Linked DNA regions of Mus musculus: regions 1 and 3 are each linked to region 2. The links are chromatin contacts, called in public HiCAR-type and HiChIP or PLAC-seq maps. All regions are on one chromosome and are shown on one strand. The core of a region is the stretch at or near the end of the contact, and the rest is flanking DNA. Distances in the headings are between cores, read along the strand shown. Region 1 holds the start of B9d1 (B9 protein domain 1). Region 2 holds the start of Tnfrsf13b (tumor necrosis factor receptor superfamily, member 13b). Region 3 has its middle 18 kb from the start of Epn2.

Evidence for each region. HiCAR-type assays count read pairs that join an accessible place to other places. HiChIP or PLAC-seq counts read pairs in DNA pulled down with a chosen protein or histone mark.
Region 1: a contact with region 2 is called in an H3K4me3 HiChIP or PLAC-seq map of embryonic basal ganglia, with 3 times the contacts expected there. The contact joins the promoter of B9d1 here to the promoter of Tnfrsf13b in region 2. A contact is called at or near these places in 14 of 39 promoter capture datasets (the 3T3-L1 cell line, the C10 cell line, the SN4741 cell line and 8 more), 1 of 15 datasets of contacts at CTCF or cohesin (large pre-B cells), 7 of 484 Hi-C or Micro-C datasets (the AML12 cell line, the HL-1 cell line, cerebral cortex and 2 more), 21 of 115 datasets of contacts at active chromatin or transcription factors (the NIH/3T3 cell line, astrocytes, bone marrow-derived macrophages and 14 more) and 2 of 9 other capture datasets (adipose tissue and pancreatic islet).
Region 3: a HiCAR-type map of Th17 cells shows a contact between it and region 2, with 3 times the contacts expected there. The contact joins the enhancer-like site here to the promoter of Tnfrsf13b in region 2. A contact is called at or near these places in 5 of 39 promoter capture datasets (the HPC-7 cell line, cranial neural crest, liver and 2 more) and 2 of 115 datasets of contacts at active chromatin or transcription factors (Th17 cells and embryonic basal ganglia).

What each region holds. Positions count from the first base shown.
Region 1 is chr11:61,503,819-61,506,834 of GRCm38.p6, forward strand. B9d1 (B9 protein domain 1) reads left to right here and starts at 1,326. Exons shown (of 7, transcript NM_013717.3): 1 at 1,326-1,453; 2 at 2,526-2,594. The coding sequence starts at 1,391. B9d1os (a long non-coding RNA gene) reads right to left here and starts at 1,268. Exons shown (of 1, transcript XR_141098.4): 1 at 567-1,268.
Region 2 is chr11:61,124,763-61,128,034 of GRCm38.p6, forward strand. Tnfrsf13b (tumor necrosis factor receptor superfamily, member 13b) reads left to right here and starts at 1,993. Exons shown (of 5, transcript NM_021349.3): 1 at 1,993-2,053.
Region 3 is chr11:61,596,497-61,599,775 of GRCm38.p6, forward strand. No RefSeq gene overlaps it. Among named protein-coding and RNA genes, the nearest start is that of Epn2, 18 kb to the left of the region's middle. Within about 2 kb of position 1,330, at least 62 of the 459 cell types and tissues checked have an H3K27ac peak or open chromatin away from gene starts, as enhancers often do. A contact at or near this core is called in Th17 cells, where this site is marked.

The DNA of each region.
Region 1 (3,016 bases), core at 76-2,575, 380 kb after region 2:
GGCTTGTGCCAAATTGACAAAAAAACTAGCCAGCACAGACCTCTTCCTAAATGTCTCATCCTGTTGGTTTAGGACAGAAAAGCCTTATCTAATGAGTAATTTGGGGATTGAGAAGGCTTCCTTTCAGTAGCCTGTATCTTTCCAACGCTTTCAGTAAAGAACAGCAAGTGGCAGCCACCGGCTAGGAGAGAGGGGCCTAGAGCCTCTGCTTGTATGACTCTTGGCTCTAAGCTAAAAGAATTTCTTACATGCTTGCACCTCGGCCCACCTAGAACGCTGTGACCACATGCCTTTCCTCTTCCCCATAGGTGGCTTTGGGAATCCCGCCAACTGACTTCCAAGCTAACAGTTAGCGTGACCTGGTGTCATTACTGCAGGCTGAGCTCCCTAAAGTATACACATCTGCATCCGTTTGTTTCCAGGCTCCCTCATCATTAATGTGCTCTTTGATGTTTCCTTATAAGCTCTGAAAGTGAAGTCTGATTCTGCAGCTAAATTCCTGTAACGAATATGGCTAAATTACCTTCCAGGTCTGGATTTCAGTCACGCCCTCCAGAAAACTGAGATGTGTTCAATTTTATTTATTAAAGAAGTAGTTCCCAAATATTTTGCACTGGCCGGGCAATGAGGACCAGGCATTCAATGCCCCTAGAGTCGAGCTGGGGATCTAAAGGCAAGAAGCTCGCATTAAGCCACCTTGAATTGGACAGTGATAGAGTAAGTGCAGTTGAATCCAAGCACTAACAATGGTGTCTACCGAAAAGGATGCTGGTGGCTTGGGACCAAGCTCTGACATCCCTGAGCTACCAGTGATTTTCCAAAATTGGGTGACTGGTTCCGTGGGCTCCAGCTTCTCATGCAGGACGCGGGACTTGGACAAATGGAGTCTCCGGGTTTCGATGACAAGAGCCTCATAGGGCTGAAGGGCGCATTCTTCACCTGAGACAATGTGCTGGGTGATGCCCGCTGGACCACTCCCGCGCACCAAGCCTTCCAACGATGGCGTCTTTGCCGTCGCTGTGTGTGGCAACAGCGACACCACCTGGAGAGAGGTAACTCTAGCACGTGACTTTCCGCGGGCCTGAGTGCCGGTGCTGCTTCTTCTCAACATCCAGCTTTGCAGCCTGCGAGCTTCAAGCATGGCCAGACGAGTGAAGTCACACAGTGCGGGTCCGTGGACCCGCCCCTGGGGGTTAGGTTCCGCGCGACAGACACGGAGGACAGTGCCCAAAGCCATAAAGACTACTGCGCCTGCGCACTCTTACCTTTGAGCGAACTCGTCACCGCTTGAGAAATTTGTCCTAGACGACTTACCGTCTGTTTCCAAGACAACCGAGAGCCTCCTGGCAACAGCGCGCGGCCTGCGCCGGTCTCCCGGCCCATCAGTGCAATGGCTGCAGCAAGTCCCAGCGTCTTCCTGCTCATGATCACCGGGCAGGTAGAGAGCGCACAGGTAAGCAGTCGTGGACTCCGCCCGGGGACGGCCTGTTTCTCTCCCCGGGCTCTTCGCTCAGCTCCTAGAAAGCCAAGATGCTCTGAGCATCTCAAATAAATGGAAAGGAGAAGCAGCATTTGAGAACCTTGGCTCCAGGTAGATGAACCGGACAAGCTTGAGTGAAAACAGACCTCGAGGCGTTCAGCTGGTACCACTTGGATCCTGTTTACTTGGTTGAGTGGTGGCCTAGGACTAATGGGACTGAAGACTCAGCTGATCCATTTAACAGCTGGGAACTTACCGGAAGGCAGTGGCCAAGGTGGGATTTGACCCGGTCCGTCTAAGAGACAGAACTTTGCTACATTATTCTTCTGGGCTGCTTGTTGAAAATGCCCATTATTCCTACATATTCTGAGGTTTGGCTGACATGCTTTAGGTTCTGCCAAGTCTGAAGCTCAGTAGGTGTTCCTGCCTTCCCATTCATTGGTACTGCGTCCTCCCTGTTTTCCTCTATCCGATTAGAGGATGTCTGGGCTGCTTACTCTGGACACCTTCCTTGGCGTCTGCCCTGGGCCTTCCTTTCTCCGGGACCCTCAGTTTTAGCCATGTTCTTTGGCCCTGTAGCTTCTGGGTTTCACGTGAGCATCATTTCTGTAGAGCTAATTTGTGCCCAGCACTGGAGATGCGCTGAGGCATGAAACCTGTTCCTTCTTCAGTCTAACAGGGTTATCAGATAGACATTAGGTACCCACATGCAGAAATGCAGAGAAGTGAAGGGAGCCAAGCAATGATCCTTAAGCCAGCTAGAGACTGAAGGGGAACTCTGAAAGATGGGCAAGGGGCCTACCACATGTGGACTGAGAAAGACAAGACAGAAAGTAGACCCTGAGCAAAATAACCTACGGGTATTGGCAGTCTGGGACTAAGCCTGACTTCCTGATTTCCATTCCCTGCCCGCCCTGAAACCCATGTCCACCTCCTCAGTCCCAGATGCCTCGTGTTCCTAATTCCTGTCCACTGCATCTGCCTAGCTAATGTGTGGGCCCAGTTTGCCCTTTCTAGACAGAATCCTGTATACTTTTTCTCTCAGTTTCCAGAGTATGATGACCTCTACTGCAAGTACTGCTTTGTGTATGGCCAGGACTGGGCCCCAACAGCGGTAAGTTGGACTCATGGGCCTCCTCTGGTTAGAGCTTTGGTGATTCCTGAATCATACCCTTCTATTCGAGACCAAGAGGTAGACACTAAGGTCAGAGATGACCTAAACATTGCATTTGTTTTTGGGGGAAAGCTAGTTTATAGAATACAGTCACTACTGGGTTCGCTGGTGTACCCCTGGAGTCTGTTAGTGGCAGCTGAGAGGGACAAGTAGCAGCCTAACCAGGCAGGCTCTGGAGAACCACCTGCCAGTGGCTTTGGACAGCATCAGCCAATACCCCCACCTGAAAACAAAACATGGCCCCTTCTCAGGCAGCAGAAAACAACCAGGAGCCAGGACAAAATGAAGGATCTCTTCTTAAGGTTTTAAGGAGTCTTTTTACCACAGGAAGCGGCTGCAGTGCAGACCACTATGATACTATA
Region 2 (3,272 bases), core at 743-3,242:
GAGCTGGTTCCTTTACGTTAGCCTCTTGAGCACCGGAATTAAGGGTGTATGCCATTTGTTTTCCAGTGCCGAGGATGAAGCCAGGGCCTCGTCCATGCTTGACCACTGAGCTGCACTGCGGTTATGGAGGGGTTCTGAGCTACACAGCATAGTACTATAAATCATAGACACTCTGCCATACAACAGAAACACAGAACTACCTGGCTGAAGCTGGGACCTTCTGACCAACTTGTCCCCGACCTTCCACAGCCTCCATTGACTGATCTTCTTCCCAGTTGTAAGATCTCTGTCCCACAGAGACATGTGGCTTTTGTCTTTCTATGACTGGCTCCTTTTCCAATTTAAGCCATTGATTTCATTTTTTAAATTTTTTAAAAAGATTTATTTGTTTTATTTATATGAGTACACTGTTGCTGTCTTCAGACACACCAAAAGAGGGCATCGGATACTATTGCAGATGGTTGTGAGCCACCGTGTGGTCGCTGGGAATTGAACTCAGAACCTCTGGAAGAGCAATCAATGGTCTTAACCGCTGAGTCATTTCTCCAGCCCCAATTTTTAAAATTTTATGTGTATGGTGTCTTGCCTGAATACGTGTCTGTGCATCACACTTATGTCTGGGGGTCCCTGGAGACTGGAAGAGGGTATTGGATCCCCTGGAACCCAAGTTACAGATGTTTGTGAGCTATCCTGTGGGTGCTGGGAGCTGTACCCAGGTTCTCTGTAGGGCAGCGTCAGTGCACGTACCTGCTGGGCCTTCGCTCTAGGCCATGACTTCTTTTTCTTTTGTTTGTTTGTTTGTTTGTTTGTTTGTTTGAGGCAATGTTTTTTTCTGTAGCCCAGGCTGTCCTGGAACTAGCTCTGTAGACCAGGCTAGCAGAGAACTCAGGAGGCTGCCGGCCTCTGTCTCTCAAATGCTGGGATTAACGGCGTGTGCCACCACATCCAGCCAGACTTCCATTTTTATACATAAAGTTCTCCAGTTCCATCCGTGTTCATACAAATGGCAGGATTTCCTTCTCTTTTGAGAATGAAGAGAATCCCATTGTCCACACACATCCACTGAAGACATGCAGATTGCCTCTGTATCTGGGCTACTGTGAACAGTACTACAGTGAACTTGGGAGTGCAGTTGTTAGACTTTCTTATCCCTGCAGGATTCTGAAGACCAGGGAGTCTAAGCAATGAAGTTGATGCTGTAGCATTGATTCTTCATGTCATATATTGGACATGGAGTTCTCAGTCACTGTGTGCTGAGAACTTGCTATAAGAAGGGGCCTGTGGTGGCCAGGCGTTGAGGAGCACACCTGAAATCCCAGCCCTCTGGAGTCTGAGACAGGAGGCTCTTGAGACAGACAACATAGTGACACCTGTGTCAAAGGAACTAAAAGCCAGACAAAGAACAAGTGACTGTGTGAACTCATGTCATTCTCACAATGACTCAAGGGCCCACTTTTCAAATGAGGGCATGGAGGTACGAGACAATTTATATACAAGTCCTTACCAAGGTATCAGACCCTGAAGCAAAACCCAGATCTACAGGGACTGCACGTAACACCTAACGTCCTGGGAGCAATCACAGATGGCTTCGTGGGAGAGGTGACATCTCAACTGATCATTGAAAAAGAGACAGCAAGAACTGACCAGGCAGCAGCACAGGATGTAATGGTCCAAGAGGAGGGAAGGCTATGTGGGGAGGACAAGAGCTGTTTGGACATCCTAGCCTGGAGAGTGGGCAGTGGGCAGTGGACAGGAACCAGGCGCAGGAGCCGGGCCAGAGAAGATCTAGAAGTGTCAAAGCCCTGTCATTAATACAACCAGGCTAAGCCCTCACTGCTAAGCCAAAAGCGACAGGTCGCTTACCTGTCCTCCCTGGACTAAAGCGCAGGCGCAGGTCAGCAGGGTGGCTTATTTACATCCCCAGGTCGAAGGGGAAAACCCAGGAAGTGTGGCCTAGGCCTAACAAAATCTCAGGCTAATAATAAACGCCCTGAGTAATGAGTGGTGTAGGCCAGGGCAGGCAGGAGGCTGGAGCTGTTGGCGCAGGAGCGTGGTGAGTAGCCAGCCGTGGTGGGTGAGGGCCAAGAGGGTGCTCCGGGGGCTGGAGATCTAGCAGTGCCACCACGGCACAAGCTAAGGCTACTCAGCTTTGGGACAGCTTCAGTCCTGCACACGGAAGAGGCCTCCGGGGGTCAGGTCTTGCCTGCCAGTGGGGTCAGCCAAACAGGCAGGAACCTTCTTTTTTCTATCCACGTGCTCCAGATTTGTTTCCTTGTGCCCCTGGATTAGTTTGAAGTGAATCTGGTAAATTTTGGATGCCTCGAGATGCAGCATTTAGATCTCTGCCCGCACTTAACTGCTGTGAATTTCTAAGAACTCTTAATATCGTGACGCGCCTACGAGCACAGGTGTTGAGCGCGAAGTGCTGATGATGTGTGTCCTCGGTGGGCAGATTCAAATCAGACCTTCATGGCCCTCAGGAGAAAAGTGGGTTCTGTATTTCAGACTCTACCTATCCCCATCTGCCTTCTTATTTTTCTTGCTGATTTTTGCTGATGAATCAGAGCTGTTTATCCTATAGTGTTAAAGAGTTTCCTTAAAGAGTTTCCTCCAAGCTGGGCGGTGGTGGCGAACGCCTTTAATCCCAGCATTCGGGAGGCAGAGACAGGCGGATTTCTGTATTTCTGAGTTCGAGGCCAGCCTGGTCTACAAAGTAAGTTCCAGGATAGCCAGGGCTACACAGAGAAACCCTGTCTCGAAAAACCAAAAAAAAAAAAAAAAAGTTTCCTCCAAGGCAAAGTCATCAGGACCCACCACTCACAGCAGCTCTCGACCCATCCCCCTACCCAAGCTAGACTCAGGCAGGCCTTTGCTAGGATTTCCATCTCTGTCCAGCAACCATGTCCACCAAGGATGCGAATGAGTTTCACAGAGAATCGCAAGAGGTGATGGTCAGGAGCCATCTTGACCCAAAAGGAAATGTCAGAGGACCTGGGACCAGCAGTTAGGAATCAGGGAAGAATGTTCTGGAACCCACATTAGCTTTCCAGTGCTTCAGTGAGAGCCCAGACAGGTGGAGAGTTCAAGTCACTGCTGTTCTTAGTTTGCACACTGGCCCTTGGCCTCGGATAAGTCTCTTCTCTTCACCTACAAAATGGGCCTCAAACCGCAAATCTGCAGTCAACCCTTCAGACCCTCTTGAAAAGTGACATTCAAAGGTTCTGGGAAGTTAGAAAAAAATCCTCTACCTTATTTCAGTATTTTAAATAATT
Region 3 (3,279 bases), core at 80-2,579, 470 kb after region 2:
TTTCTCTTTTGTTTTCTTTTACAGCTTCCTTAGACAAAAAATTGTTGCAGCTACTAGTTCTGGATCTCCTTTGCAGCTTATCTTGTCTTTGAGGGAGTCCCAACTTTAAATGCTTCCTCTGGCAGGGAGGGGCCTAGTGCATCTTGTCAGTTTCAGGGACTTCCTGAGATTTGAGGGGTTTACCTTCCAGTTTAAAGAGTGCCCCTGCTGAAGTAAATGTTTCAATCTTGGAGGAAACTTTCATAACACCTGCATTGTAGCAAGATCCCGTCTCAAAAACAGCAACAGGGGTTAAGCCATGGTTCTATACTTAATAGCTGTTATTCTCAGCCCCTAAATCTGGCTGTCACAACCACCTGAAATTCTAGCTCCAAGGGTCTGGCTCCCTCTTCTAGGCTCCTGTAAATGGAGTTACAGACAATTGTGAGCTGCCATGTGGGTGCTGGGAATTGAACCCAAGCCCTCTGGAAAAGCAGCCAGCAAGTGCTCTTAACCACTGAGCCATCTCTCCAACTCCTATATTTCTTAATTTTAAAAAAAGATTAGGTATGTTTATTTCAATTTATATGTTTGGATGCCTTGCCTGCATGTATGTGTATGTACTGTATGCATGCCCCATGCCTAAAAGGTCAGAAGAGGTCATCAGATTCCTTAAATTGGAGTTAAGGATTTTTGCGAACTGACATGAAAACCCCAGGTCCTTTGCAAGAGCAACAAGTGCCTTAACTGCGGAGCCATCCCTCCAGCCCCAAATACATCTTTTAAAAAATTCTCACCATCTGTTTTATAGCAAGAAAGTTTCACTCCCCGCCCCCATCTTCTGCTTTACACATTGAATCTCCCCCTGATGTCCTTTCCTGTTCCCTCAGTCCTTCCTTCAGATTCTACTGCCTTCAGCTCAACCTCAGGACATGGCTCACTAAAATGGTGTCCCAGACTAGCCTTAATTTCACAACCTCCCTTATTCCTGGCAGCATGTCATAGCCTTAGTCTTCTGTCTAAGTACTAACCAGGCCTGACCCCACCTAGGTACACCCTGGGTAGCTTAGGGCAGTGTCCCCAGAGACAGTCAGGGAGACTCAGTCAGGGTCTGGTGAAGCAATGGTTAGAAGCGCAGGCAGACATCCAGCTGCCTGGATGGAGAGTGGTTCCCCTGGGCACTGTGGAATGGGCAGCAGCATCCAGCCTTTCACTCTGCCAGTCCTGGCTACCAGCCACGGAGGATGCAGATCTGACTTTTATTTCTGAGAAACAGAGCCAGGGCTTCCCCTCAGCTCACCCCACACACCATGTTCTTAAAAACCTGAGTCACAGCCACCTTGTCTGAGTCAGCCTGGCTAGGGTTCCAGTCTCTATACCACCCCTACCAGCCACCACACCCTATACCCAGAGGATGTCTGCAAACCTTTTAGACCTCTGTTCATCAATGACATGTTAAGGTGTAAGAATGCCAGCCTTAAGGAGTGACTCAACGGTGGTGACGGGGGAGGGGTCCCTCCCTCCCACATAGAGTCACAACACCACAACCAGGACCAACAGCATCATCTGCCCAGAGTCCACCATAGCAGCCGGCTCCTTAGCACTGCCAGGCCTGTACAGAGGGGGTACATGCCTGCTCCTAGGTATGGTTTTAGGAGAAGGCTTTTATAGTAGACACGAGGGAGAGAACACAGGAAAGGCATCTGGAAGAGTCAGAGCTGAGAGAGGAAGTAGTAGACTGGACATGACCTGAGCTGAGCCTGGAGAAGAGAGAGATGGGGGATGGCAGAAAGGAAGACAAAAGAGATGAGAGAGCAGAGAGAAGGGTCAAGAGGGGACCAAGAGAGCACACGGCCAAAATGGCAGGGTTATTTAGGAATGAGAAACTGAGAGAAGGGAGGCTGTGAGCAGGTTAGGGTAGCAAGGGGGTGAGAATGCTGAGTGGAGAGCCACAGCACCTGAGGGAGCCTGGAGGCCAGCAGACACTTTGGTATGCTAATAGGCATCACAGTTAGCCATTTGTCCCAAGTTTCCTTTGGACCTGACAATGCCATTCTGCTTTAGAGCAACAAAGGAGAGAATTGCGTCATGGGAAAGTGAAGTCACTTGTTTCTGGTCGTGAGATGGCCAGTAAACTGGAGAGAGAAACCTAAAGCCCACGTTTCCTTCCACGCCCTCCAATCCCTCAGCACTTGTCCTGAGGATGCTGAGAACGCCATCCTCACATCCTCAGCTTTCCCCGATACTTGATTCAACCCAGAGAGGTGGTGATCATGGTGAGCCCACTTTACACCAAGGTACCCCGCCCTGTACACCGAGGCCTCTCCTCACTAAAAGCTGACTGCCATGTGGTCCTGTTGGGGTTAAGGTGTCTAAGATGGCCTCTGGTCACTAATGGGTACGGTGCCTATCAGGGGATAGGGTTCATCTTCTGGGAGCCATAGAATCCTCCCTCAGCAACAGAGGAGAGAGAAAGGGCACGATTAGGGTGAGCAAGGCAGCACCCACTGTGTTAACCCCTGGTTTTCCTCCTTTCAGCACTGGTTGAAGCAGCACCAAGCACCTTGAGAGAAGCTGGCTGACACCAACATTTGGACATCCCAGCCCTCAGAGCCTTGAGCCAATACATTCCTGTTCTTTGCAGTTCTCCTGTCTCTAGTATCCTGCTATAGCAACAGAAGGCAGAGTTTAGAGGACCTGTGTACTGTCAGAATTAGGATTCCATCTGATCTTCCAGCCCTGTCCAGAAGGACAGCTTACATGTAATCACTCAGGGAGGCCATATACTCGGCGCTGTTCTTGGGGTGTTCTATGCCCCAGCCCCTGGCTGTGCTATGGAAGAGAGGTATCACCTGAAGCACCCCAGACTCCCAGGAGCAGGGCCAGGCCAAGCCACAACCAAAGTGTTAGGGGAAAATCCTGGACTTGGGAAGCTCCAACATGTTGGCTATCTATTCCAATGTGCCAGCTAAAGAGACATGTTGAGAGTAAAAGGTAAAGGGGTCCAGTGACCCCCAACTTCATCTTCAGGGCCCTGACTTATATTAAAGCAGAGAAGGAATCGGGAGGAAGACAGGAAGTGTGCATACCTCAGCTCTGGTCCTGCAATGAGGTCCAGGAAATTGTTAGTCTGCTCATCACTGCCATTCCTTGATGGGACTAACCTAACTCAGGGGATCCTCCCTAGCAAGCAGCTTCTCAACCCTAAGTCACTGTCCTCATCCGAAGGGGTCTGTCTGTCTGTCTGTCTGGAGAGACCCTGCTGTTTTTGGAATCCCAAGTGAGTATTAACTTAGGACA